Regions from separate parts of the Mus musculus genome. Here all the other regions are linked to region 4. A link is a contact called in public HiChIP or PLAC-seq and promoter capture Hi-C data. All regions are on one chromosome and are shown on one strand. Each heading gives the region's core, a stretch centred on a gene start, on an enhancer-like site or on the middle of the called end of the contact. The rest is flanking DNA. Distances are from core to core; before and after follow the strand shown. Region 1 holds the start of 1700012H19Rik (RIKEN cDNA 1700012H19 gene). Region 2 overlaps 2610035D17Rik (RIKEN cDNA 2610035D17 gene). Region 3 holds the start of 4932435O22Rik (RIKEN cDNA 4932435O22 gene). Region 4 holds the start of Cog1 (component of oligomeric golgi complex 1).

Region 1 (2,700 bases), core at 49-2,548, 820 kb before region 4:
ATAATTTTCTTTCGATGATTTATTTTGATTTTTAAAATTATGTGTGTGTGGGTGGTGGTGGGGGTGCCCCACGTGTGTGCAGGTGTCCCTGGATGCTGCCAGAGAGAATCAGGATACCTGGACCTGGAGTTGGCAGTTGTTTAAAGCCCTATCTGATGTAGGCGCTGAGGTCCAAACTCTTCCAGAAGAGGAGCAAGTATTTTTTGAAACGGAGCCATCTCGCTAATCTCCAACAATTAAATTTTAAAACCACCACCACTACCATTCAATTTGTATTATTTGTAGCACATAGTATGTTTTTCTTCTTATTTTTTATTGCATTTATTTATTTAGTGTATGTGTGTGTGTGTCTGTCTGTGTCTCTGTATGTGTTGTGTCTGTGTCTCCGTCTGTGTCTGTGTCACAGGACATGTGCAGCCTAGGTGTCAGCCAAGCCTTTCCAAAGAGTGTTTCCCAAACCTTAGAGACTTGAGTCAGAGACAGCCCATCTGTACACACAACCTCCACCCACCTCCAGCTTCCCCAATAAACAAAGGCACACTGAGTCAGCTCCTGGCACGGGGTTCCTAATCTGAAGGCCGTGCCTCTTGCCCCTCTCTCTGTGCAGCTCACAAGAGCCATCCAGCCAACTACTATGGCTTTAAAATTCAGCATCCTAGTGTTCATAGGCAGTGTCCTTTATTCTTATGACACAGACCCAAAACCTTAGGAAGGACACAGAGTGGACTAGGAGAACCTGTTCTTTTCAAACAGTTACATGGTACTAATTTGTCTTGAGAAGACAGGCCAGGAATCCACAGGGTATCTTTGCATATCCTGGATCACCCAATTAAAACCATCTGTGACCCGTTCTGCCTCATCTTTCCCTACGGGCTTAACAAGAAACTAGCAGGGAGGAGGAACGGGGAGCACTCCTGTGGCTCCTGTCTGTGCCTGGCACTGTGTTGAGGGGTACCTTCCGAAGTAGATTCTCTTTGACCCTCACGAGATGGCATGGGATGATTTTCTCATTGCTCTGAGAAAGTTATCTTACAAAAGCAACTTCAGAAAGGTTTCTTTGGGCTCAGGTTTGAGGGAGACAACCTGTGACGGTGAGGAAGGCGAGATGGCAGGATCTTAGGGTGGCAGGATCTTAGATGGCAGGATCTTCTGGTCCCAGTGTGTAGTTTCTCTTTTTCATTGTGTCCAGGATTTCAGCCCATGGTGCTGCCCATATTTAGATTGGGATTTCCCACCCGAATTTACCCAGTCTAGAGACTCCATCATGGTCATGGTCATGGTCATGGTCATGGTCATGACAACAGGCTGTTTCCTAGGTGATTCTAAACATTCTGTCAGTGTTATTGTTATCAGTGTTAACACAGGAGCCCTACAGTCTAGAGGGCATTATCCCCATTTTTCAGTGGAGGAGGTAATGAAGGCTATGGAAGATGACTCCTCTGGGGCCCACAGTGAGGTATGTAGGATTTTGGTCATAACCTATCCCCAATTCCCAGTCTTCCTTACAATTGTGCTGTGCTGTTACAGAGTCCTGGAACAAGGGCCGAAGTGACATTGCAGCTGGACCACTGAAACAGCTTGCAAACTCCGGTTCATGTGACTCGAGGCCAAGGACTCCAAGATGGAGTGATGAGGAGAAGGAGAGAGCCAGATCTTAGCCTTGCCATTTGGAAGAGGGCTTTGCTAGTCATCCTTTTGGATCCTGCAATTCATCGTCCTGAGTGGATTTGTTGCAAAAGCAAGATCAGGACCAATCTGACATCTACAATGGCATCGTCTCCTACAGGGTCCATGATCTGCCAGTAGGGGATTCTCTGAAGCAATTAGGACAGATGCATTGTACAAGCTTACAGGCATAACACGGCCATCAGGCAAGGACAGCACCTTCAAATGGATACAGGAGAGTAACATATGGATGGAGAAGACACACTGTGAGCTCTCGCAGGCAACTTTTTCACTGTGTCTCTTCCTTCAGGCAACAGAGCCCTGGAACAAAACAGAATCTGGAAAATAGACATTGCATCGAATCTCATGTAGCTTCCAATTGTGCTTAAGCTTGTCTAAGGTGGAGGTTCGGGGAGGAGGAACTGTAAAATAATGTTTGGAACATTCTTCCTAAGATCCATAGCTCCACTTTGACTTCTTCAACATTAAGAGGGATAAAGTCCTGGTTGCTTCTGCTGTGTTCCCAAGGCTCATGAAAGCCAGACACTAGACTCCTGTTGGATCTAAAAGGAAACTCCTAAATAAGTCCACAATGTTACTGGGAAAATGTCTTGAAGGGCCAGTGTTTCTGATTTCTCAGGTACCAGCCATTATCTCAAGATCATCTTTTATTAAGAAATTGTCTCCCCCCACAAAAATAAAAAATTGTCCCCCCCAAAAAGTAGGCGGGGAAATGGATTAGCATGCTGGAAAAAGGCTAGAGGCTGGGAGTAAAAAGCGACAAAGGTTTGGCATAGAGGATTTTGCATCTTATTCCGAAGTTCACATTATATAGCATCTTCCATGGTATGTGACTGCTGATAAATATTCATTGGAAGAAGGAATAACCTAATGTGATGCAAATCACATGCAAAGCAATATGTAAATCAATCCATTCTATGAAGTCAATAGGTGAGGTACCATGCATATTAAAAGTACAGAGGGACAGCTTCTAAAGATCTAGGAGAGGCTCCTAATGCTAGCAGGGACCTTCCA
Region 2 (2,847 bases), core at 207-2,706, 600 kb before region 4:
TGTGTGTGTGTATGACGAGCACATGTAGTGCCATTGAAAGCCAGAAGAGTGCGTTTGATCCCCTGGAGTTGAGGATGGTTGTAAGTTACCCAATGTGTGTGGTGGAAACTTCGCTCAGGACTTCTCTAAGAGTAGCACGTGTTCTTAAACACTGAACCATGTCTCCAACTCCCTTATTAAGGAGGAGAGGTAGAAGGAGGAGGAGGAGGAGGGAGAAGAGGAGGAGGAGGTGAAGGAGCAGGAAGAGGAAGAGGAAGAGGAAGAGGAGGGAAGAAGATAATAACAAACCAAAACACCAAGTCTTTGGCTGGAGCAGCTCATGCTTGAGGAGGTCAGAGGACAACCCCAGCGTCAGGCCAGGCCTTCCTCCTTAGTTGGAGACAGGGTCCCCTGGTTTTTGTCATAGTGTACACCACACTAGCCGACCTACAAGCTTTCGAGGGATTTCCTGTTCCCACCTCCCACTTTGCAGGAGGAATACTGGGATTGCGGATGCATACTTTACAAACCCCTACCCAGCTTTATTGGGCTTGGGAATTAGAACTCAAGTCCTCATGTTTCTGTTGCAAGTGTTCAACCCAGAGAGCCACCTCCCCGACCCTTAGTTGTTCCTTGACCCTAGATGCACATCACAATCTCCTGGGAAGCTTTTCCACCTTCCGATGGCCAGGACCTGCCAAGCCCCATAAGGTCAGTATGGACGAGGGAGGAGCCTGTAGAGTTGAAGCTGCATGGGGCGGAGCCAGCTCGGGCTTTGTTCAGCACCTCAGCAGCTGGCACGGGACCTGGGGAGAACTGCTTCAGGCTGTGTGGAGGTGCTGAGTCTGCTGATGGGGAACACACAGGTGCTCCCAAGACCAAGCTGTACCAGGAGTGAGCTGGCCAGCCTTGGGAGCAGCTCGGGGGCAGGCATCCCCATGGACGGATGGCAAGGAATTCCTGGCAGCTGGGTCAGCCTATTTCCCATTTCCAGTAAGGACACCCTTTTGGTCTCTCACATGAATAATTATGCAAAGCCCCAGCTTCTGTGAATACAGGGTTCTAGGAAGAGCCCCACAGACGAACTTGAACAGAGGCAGAGGGTGAATTCCTTTCCAGTGGCTAGTCTTGAACCTAGGACATGAACCCAAGCAGGCAGAGGAGGAGTTGGACCATGTGTCTATAACTGACTGGAACAAGGGAGAAGTCAAGTGTGAGGGTCGAATAAGTTGGTGTTCTGTTCCCTGGAGAGGAGGGATTCAGTCCAAAGGTGCCAGTGCTTTCTCCTGCAGAGACATCTATGCCATCCATTACTTCATTCCCAACTGTGCTCACAGAATCCTGAGCCAACTTTTTTTTAAAAAAAAATTTAATATACTTTTAATTAAAATGTAATTACATCATTTCCTCTTTGACTTTCCTTCCTCCAACCCTTCCCACGTTCTCTCCACCCTGACTTCCCTCTTTTTTTTTTCAATTATTTTAAACACACACACACACACACACACACAGAGATAGACAGAGAGAGGGAGAGAGACAGAGAGGCAGAGGAGGCCATCTTCATTGTTTGTGTGTATACTGTTTCAGGACTGACCACTTTATAGTGAATAACCAGTTAGGGGGCTTGTCCCTGGGAGAGACTAATTCTCCCTCTCTCAGGGGTCATAAGCTGCCTGTACCCAGGGGTGGGACACTGAGATTTCTCTTATATCTACAGAGAAGTAGTTCTCATTGTGCTTCAAAGCCTCTCCTCTTTCCAGTAAGTGGTGAGGCCATTACAGAAATCCACAGCTGGATGCAGTCGAGAGATCAGCAGGGTCATGGGAAGCCCAGCTCCAAGCACACATCTCAACACAACTACATCTAGGGCTGGGGAACCAGCCTGCAAGAACAGGTGTAAAGAGGCCAGGGAGGTCTGCTGTGGGGTTGTGTCACCTAGCAACAGTGCACAAACAAGACCTGGGCACGGACAACATCAGTGGGCATGTTAACTTGGAAGACCAACCTTTTCTTTTTTTTTTTTTCACTTGGCTCGAATCATGGAGTCCAGGATGTCGAAGGAAGTGTAGGATGCGGAGGAGGGAGGAAGAAGAAAGGAAGGACGCAGAAGAGAAGAGGAAGTGAGGAGAAGAAAGAAAAGGAGAGAGGAGGAAGACAGGGAACGGGAGAGGAAGGAGGAGGAAGAAAGGGAGGAAGAAGAGAGGCAATGTGTGAGAGCTGGGTATGGTGGTGCACACCTTTAATACCAGCACTCAGGAGGCGGAGGCAGGAGGATCGTTGAGTTAAGAATCTAGCCTGGTCTACATCTAGAGTTCCAGGCCAGTCAGGTATACATAGTGAGACCCTGTCTCAAGGAAAAAAAAAAAAGCACAGGAGGGAGGGCGGGGAGAGAGGGAGCAGCAGCTAACATTTTTGCTAGTCTCAAGAGCAGCCACCACATGGAGCAGGACTGGAATGAATGAATGGCTTCCCTGTTTCCTGCCTCTTTATTTCAGCCCCACCTGGTAGCCCAGGTGGGAAGACACGGGACCAGATGTAAACCTATAAAGTCCGTGGGGAAAGCCAAGGAGTCTCTAGGGGACTGCAGAGCAGAGGTCTTGCCTCTGCCTACCCGCTGTCCTTTCCCGAGGGTCCCGCCTTCTACCACGCAGCTCTCTTCCAGCTACCTGGGATAAGGAAGAAGAGACACAGCTGCTCTGGTCTGGCAGAACCAAAGACGCTGGGGATTGGAGTCCAGGCCCCAGCCCAGGCCTATCCCCAGACCCCGGCTGTTCCTAAGAACTTCTAACAGGTGATTCTGTACAACAGGGAACTCTCAGGGTCAAGGACTTAGCCGATACCCAACATTGTCTCGCCATGCCCCTCCTC
Region 3 (2,700 bases), core at 187-2,686, 800 kb after region 4:
TGCTTATTGAAGGCTATGCTCATCCAGGAACCTAAGCTGTGCCTCAGTTTCCTTTTCTGTCAAGTGTATTATTTTAATACCTATAGTAGGTTTTGCATTTACCTTTTCATTTCTCCCTTCGAAGTGCTAGAGAGGTGGCTCAGCAATTAAGAGTGCTTACTGCTTTCTTGGAGGACCCAGGCTCGGTTTCAAACACCCATATCAGGCAGTTCACCACCATCTCTAACTCCTGCTGCAGGAATCTCTTGCCCTCTAGCTTCCATGGGTACCCACATGTACACAGTGCACATAAATTTGTCCGAGTACACACACAGGCACATACAATTTTTTAAAATTGATAATGTCTTAAGACTTTCTTCTGTGTGTGTACAAAGTGTACATGTTCATACGTAAGTGCGTGCTTGTGTATATGTGTGTGGTGTGTGTGTCCAAACACACACACTCTTGCACACACATGTGTGCATGTTTTGTGAAGGCCAGGCCAATGCTGGGAGTCTTTCTCAATCATTCTCCAGCTTATATTATGTTTAGAGGCAGGGTCTCTCATTGAACCTGACGCTCATCACTTCAGCCAGCTTGGCTGGCTCTCAGCACTAGGGATCCTCTTGTCTCTGCCTCCCCAGTGCTAATGTGCAGCTGCTCACCACACCACCAGCCTTTTGATTCGGGTGTTGAGGATTTGAACTGAGCCTGAGCCCTCTCCCCAAACCTTATACTAGGCTCGTTAATGCCTGGTGGATAGCATTTGTGATAACTATTCATTATTATAATAAATATTATACCATTAATATTTATTGATAAATTGACAAGCATTTCTACATCTTATTAATGGAGATTAATATTAATAAATATTAATGCTATTAATTGTTGGTAAATATTAATGATCTAGCTGTGGTGGTGATGGCTATAACTACTACTGATAAATAATTAATATCATAGATAATACATGGCAGTGGTGCTAAGAATGGTGGGAAGACTCCTGGGTCTATGGTGCTGTGATTCTAGTCAAGACTTGTAATGGTGTCTGTCCCTGCTTCTCACACATCCGACTGCATTGATGCCACCACTTTCCCTTCAGACCCCAGGACTCCTGGAAGGGACTGGGGAACACGGTAAGCCAGGACACACACACACACACACACACACCCCAGTACTGTCCCAACACTGCCCTATTCACCCCCTGGAAAAATCCAGTTTCAGTAGTTCTAGAACCTTCCACCCACTTGACCTGGTAGAAAGGGTACCAACCTGAATCACGGGCTTGACCTTGAAGCTTTGTGGTATCTCCTGTCCCTGTCATATCAGGAAAGAGAGTTCACTTCCCATCTTCGGTGGGGAGCAGAATGGTGTTCACTCTTCAGGGCGGGCGGTGAAAGGGTTAACAGAGGCTGTGCCTGGCGCCCCACAGACACCAGTTGAACTTGCCAGTTGCTGACTGCAGAGGATAGCACTTGCAGCCCAGCCAGCTTCTCCAAGGTGGTTCCATTTGGCAGGGGCGGCCTGTCCTTTCATGCAAGAGAAGCTGAGTGCGATCCAGGAATGCCTGCCAAAACCCTGGGATTATTATCTTAGCCCCAGGAGTGAAGTCTCTGGGGATTGGCATGCCCTGTTGTTTGAATTTATTAGGCCCGGGCCCCTCCATCGGGCAGGTCAGAGGGGGAGAAACGTGTTGTCACAGTGAGGCTTTGTGGGAGTTATTTTTAGAACATCTCCAACTCTTCGGGCTCATCAGAGGTTCCAAATCAGTGCAGGAAATTGGTTTGTTTTCCAACGTGATGAGGTTTTTCAGTCCATCTCCCCGAGCTAGGATAGTGGCTGCTTTTCCCACACAAAATGAATCACAACTCATGATGTGGACGTGGGTAGTGGGATCAGATTTAGACCATTCAAGGAATGCACACTGACCACCTGTTATGTGCCAGATCTGATCTAGACACAACTTTCCACTTGTGCGGAACTTATGATGTTCCAATGTGGGAGACACAGGGGAGTGGAAACTGAAGAAGCAGGTAGGTGACAGGTTGAAGATGGGTGTTGGGAGAACACAGCGGGATTGGGGTGGGGGTGGGGTCCTGTTAAATCACCAGTGGGGGATATGCAGAGTAGATTGTAGGTCTCTGTTTTCCAGATCTTTCCTTTAACAGAGAATGGGACGTCCTGGCTCTTGGTAATGCCTCTCCCCTCACTCCACATGGCTCATTTGGGCTAATAGTATATGCGGCTCCATGATGCAGTGAAGACTGCCTGTGTTCTTGAGGCTGGAAGTGGCCTTGAACCTCTGACACTGACCACATGTCTTAATTACTTTTCTATTGCTATGACAAAACACCACAGCCAAGGAAATGTATTTTTTAAAAAAAATTAATTTGGGGGTTCATGGGTCACCATGAACAGGGAAGGTCACCATGGCAGGGAGCACAAAAGAAGCAGGCAGGCAGGCATGGCAGAGGAGCAGTGGGTGAGCACTTCCGTCTGACAAACAAGCACCAGGCAGAGGGAGAGCTATCGGGGAATGGTGTGGGCTTTTGAAACCTTTTCCAACAAGGTTGTTCACATCTTTTAATCCTTCCCAAACAATTTCACAAACTGGGAACCAAGCACTTGAATATAGGAGCCTTTGGGAACCATTCATATTCAAACCACAACACCAGGTATGCAAACATGCAAGAGTAGAGTAGACATAACTAATGTGCCATCCTG
Region 4 (2,851 bases), core at 131-2,630:
TCGCTGCCTTCAAAGGCCCAAGAAGGTCTTGTGGACCAGTCCCAGGCCCCAGGCTGGCACAGTAGGTGCAAGAAGTCCTGGGGAAAGTTTCTGCCTGACAGAGAAGCGCTTCCAAACACGGAAGACAGATTCTGCAGGCTCAGAAGCAAAACAGCACCAAAGCAGCCGGTAGCGCGGGACTATAGAAAGGACTGCACGTCACCGCTGCGCCACCAGGGGGCGCGCTGTGCTGGGGGAACTCTGACGCGTAGGCGGTATCTCAAGCCAAGTGGCTTGAGTTCTGAGTTAACCCCCTTCCCCGAGGTAAGTAAAATTCCCTGGGCTTCAGTTGTGCATAGAGCAGGGACTCTTCTTGCTGGAATGTCGTAAGTAAACCCCCTTATTTAGATATCAATCTATTGCTGTGACATTTGCCTCGAAGTAGTGGCAGTGGTGAACGGGAGAGAAAACCCAGAGGCTGTCTGTGGTACAGGGCTGCTGAACACACAATACTGTTTTCTCTGTGTTAACATAGGAAAGAATTCTTCAGCAAACTTTTCCAAAACGAAGGGCCCTGAACGGACTTATGAACAGCAAGCCAGAACGTCCAGGTTTTCTTACTGGGTCAATCTCAGGATGTCCAATCCTCTGGCATCATGGACTCCCCATCGTTCTCCACCACAGGAGGCCTGTAACAGGGAAACCCATTTTGTGGCCACTAAACAATATTTAAATAAAATAGAAGACCCAGGTAACAAGGTGGACCACAGCCGTCACTCAGATCTCCAGCTGCCAAGTCCTAAGGGAAGAGTCCCAAGGCCCAGTCCTGGTTGCTGTGATGGTCTATCGAAGGCAAAAGCGTGCATGCATGTAAGACCGACAGCAACACGACCATACGTGCATCTTTACCATAATGAACCCCACGGTGAAGCTCTTCCCTCCCCAGGAAAGGGTTTGGGTGCGACGCAAGGGGCTCCGGGCCACTAAGACTTTGACCACCAAGTACAACCTTAACTATTTCGCTTCTCTAAGGAAACGAGCGCTCAGGGTAGGCGAGATGGCACAGCAGGCAAAGGCGATTGCCGCCAAAGCCGATAAAATTCCATCTAAAATTCTATACTGAGATCCTCATGGCAGGAGTGAGCCTCCTGCAACTTATGACCTCCGCGCGCATCTGTTTCTGTCGCACGTACTCCACCTACATAGGGTGAGAATGGGGAGGAAGAGGGAAGGAAGGAAGAGTGAAGGAGAGAGAAGGGAGATTGTAACAGTAAAAAATAAGCTCTGGAGAGCAGCACTGCCACCGAGGCTCAGTCCCTGGGACCACCGAGGCTCCCGACCTGGCGGAAGCACTTCCGCCCCCATCCATGATGGCGGGAGGGCGGGGCGGGGCTGGCAGGCGGAAGCGGCCGGCGGATCCCTGGCTTAGCACCATGGCGGCCGCGACCGCCTCCTCCGCGCTCAAGCGGCTGGATCTGCGCGATCCCAACGCGCTCTTCGAGACTCATGGAGCGGAGGAGATCCGCGGGCTGGAGCGCCAGGTCCGAGCCGAGATCGAACACAAGAAGGAGGAGCTGCGGCAGATGGTGGGCGAGCGGTACCGCGACCTGATCGAGGCGGCGGACACCATCGGCCAGATGCGCCGCTGCGCCGAGGGCCTGGTGGACGCCGTGCAGGCCACCGATCAATACTGCGCCCGCCTCCGCCAGGCCGGCTCCGTGGCGCCCCGGGTCCCACGGGCCCCGCAGGTCAGTCCGGGATCCGAACCCGCCACGTCCCTCCGCCCCCGCCGCCCGGCGGACCCCACCCCTCACCTTCCGCCGGAGGAGCCCGCCCCTCGCCGCCGCGGGCTACCGGGAGGCGTCTGCGGGCCTTCCTCGGGACGCTGGTCCGCTGCCGAAAAGCCAGCCGGCCTTTTGCTCCGGGAGCCTTCCCGGACTTCCGGACGATTCCCTCGCCTCCCGTGGGTTCGCTGCGCTCTCCTTCCCTTTTAACTGAAAACGCCAGGGGTCTCTCGACTGTCAGATCTCTCCCGTTAGCTCACACCTTCCTGTCAAAGTCATTCATTCATTCCCCATCCCACCCTGAGCCCGACCGAGCCTGGAGAATTGGGGGAGGGTAGCCTCAGCCGTCAGACCCTCCCCCTTTTAATAGGTGAGCAGTTTCATTTCAGGCTGGTTTAAAAAACTCAGGGTATCCTGATGTCCTCCCATGAAACGTTTAAGACCCGATGCGGATCGAATTCTGACATTGGGTGTTGGCTTAGGAATGAGCAGAGGGCGCCGAGGGTAAATAGTTTTTAACCTAGGAGAACTTACTGTAACAGAAGAAGAAATTACAAAAGCACACTAGCCCACATGTGGAGCCAGCTTTCTTGCGCTACTTAGGTGTCAGAAAATCCAAGCCAAAAAAACTAGGGCAGTATAATGAACGTGGGCAAAGAAGGTTGGAACTTTGTCAGCCTGTCACTCCCTAAGCTACACATTAAGTACAGCCCCCTTCCCAAATGGACAGACTTAGCTGGCTAGCTTCAACTATGTAAGCCCAGTCTTAGAAATGGATTGATTTTCATGGTTATGGCTGGTGCATTTCTGGGGGAATGCCCTCTCCGTTCAAATCATAAACAGGAGCCTCCCAAGATGTTCTTGAAGTTTACATTCTAATTAAAGAAAGAAATTCTTGGGAAATTGAATTTTTAAAATATGAATAATTTAGAATGGCAGTAGAAAATAGTTTAGCATAAAGGTGATTAATCGCCACATGTCCATTTAATGTAATAGTTCGGAAGGAAGGAGTGAGTTAGGTGTGGCTCCTCCCCAGTAAGGACAACTGAGATTTGGAACATTGACGTCTCTGGCCAGCTATGCTGCTG

Evidence for each region. Promoter capture Hi-C pulls out the DNA fragments that hold promoters and counts their contacts. HiChIP or PLAC-seq counts read pairs in DNA pulled down with a chosen protein or histone mark.
Region 1: an H3K4me3 HiChIP or PLAC-seq map of embryonic stem cells shows a contact between it and region 4, with 6 times the contacts expected there. The contact joins the promoter of 1700012H19Rik here to the promoter of Cog1 in region 4. A contact is called at or near these places in 3 of 39 promoter capture datasets (the 3T3-L1 cell line, cranial neural crest and stem cell-derived epiblast-like cells), 6 of 115 datasets of contacts at active chromatin or transcription factors (the NIH/3T3 cell line, astrocytes, embryonic limb bud and 2 more) and 1 of 9 other capture datasets (embryonic stem cells).
Region 2: a contact with region 4 is called in an H3K4me3 HiChIP or PLAC-seq map of bone marrow-derived macrophages, with 11 times the contacts expected there. The contact joins the enhancer-like site here to the promoter of Cog1 in region 4. A contact is called at or near these places in 4 of 115 datasets of contacts at active chromatin or transcription factors (T-cell acute lymphoblastic leukemia, bone marrow-derived macrophages, large pre-B cells and 1 more) and 1 of 9 other capture datasets (adipose tissue).
Region 3: a promoter capture Hi-C map of pre-B cells shows a contact between it and region 4, with 7 times the contacts expected there. The contact joins the promoter of 4932435O22Rik here to the promoter of Cog1 in region 4. A contact is called at or near these places in 1 of 39 promoter capture datasets (pre-B cells), 1 of 115 datasets of contacts at active chromatin or transcription factors (embryonic midbrain) and 1 of 9 other capture datasets (embryonic stem cells).

What each region holds. Positions count from the first base shown.
Region 1 is chr11:112,823,830-112,826,529 of GRCm38.p6, forward strand. 1700012H19Rik (RIKEN cDNA 1700012H19 gene) reads right to left here and starts at 1,299. Exons shown (of 2, transcript NR_130164.1): 1 at 1,084-1,299.
Region 2 is chr11:113,049,040-113,051,886 of GRCm38.p6, forward strand. The region is part of intron 2 of 2610035D17Rik (RIKEN cDNA 2610035D17 gene); the gene reads right to left. Among named protein-coding and RNA genes, the nearest start is that of Gm39467, 84 kb to the right of the region's middle. Within about 2 kb of position 1,457, at least 8 of the 459 cell types and tissues checked have an H3K27ac peak or open chromatin away from gene starts, as enhancers often do. A contact at or near this core is called in bone marrow-derived macrophages, where this site is marked.
Region 3 is chr11:114,447,424-114,450,123 of GRCm38.p6, forward strand. It overlaps 4932435O22Rik (RIKEN cDNA 4932435O22 gene), which reads right to left and starts at 1,437. Exons shown (of 3, transcript NR_027643.2): 1 at 1,249-1,437.
Region 4 is chr11:113,648,149-113,650,999 of GRCm38.p6, forward strand. Cog1 (component of oligomeric golgi complex 1) reads left to right here and starts at 1,381. Exons shown (of 14, transcript NM_013581.3): 1 at 1,381-1,727. The coding sequence starts at 1,413. It also overlaps a transcript of Slc39a11 not described here.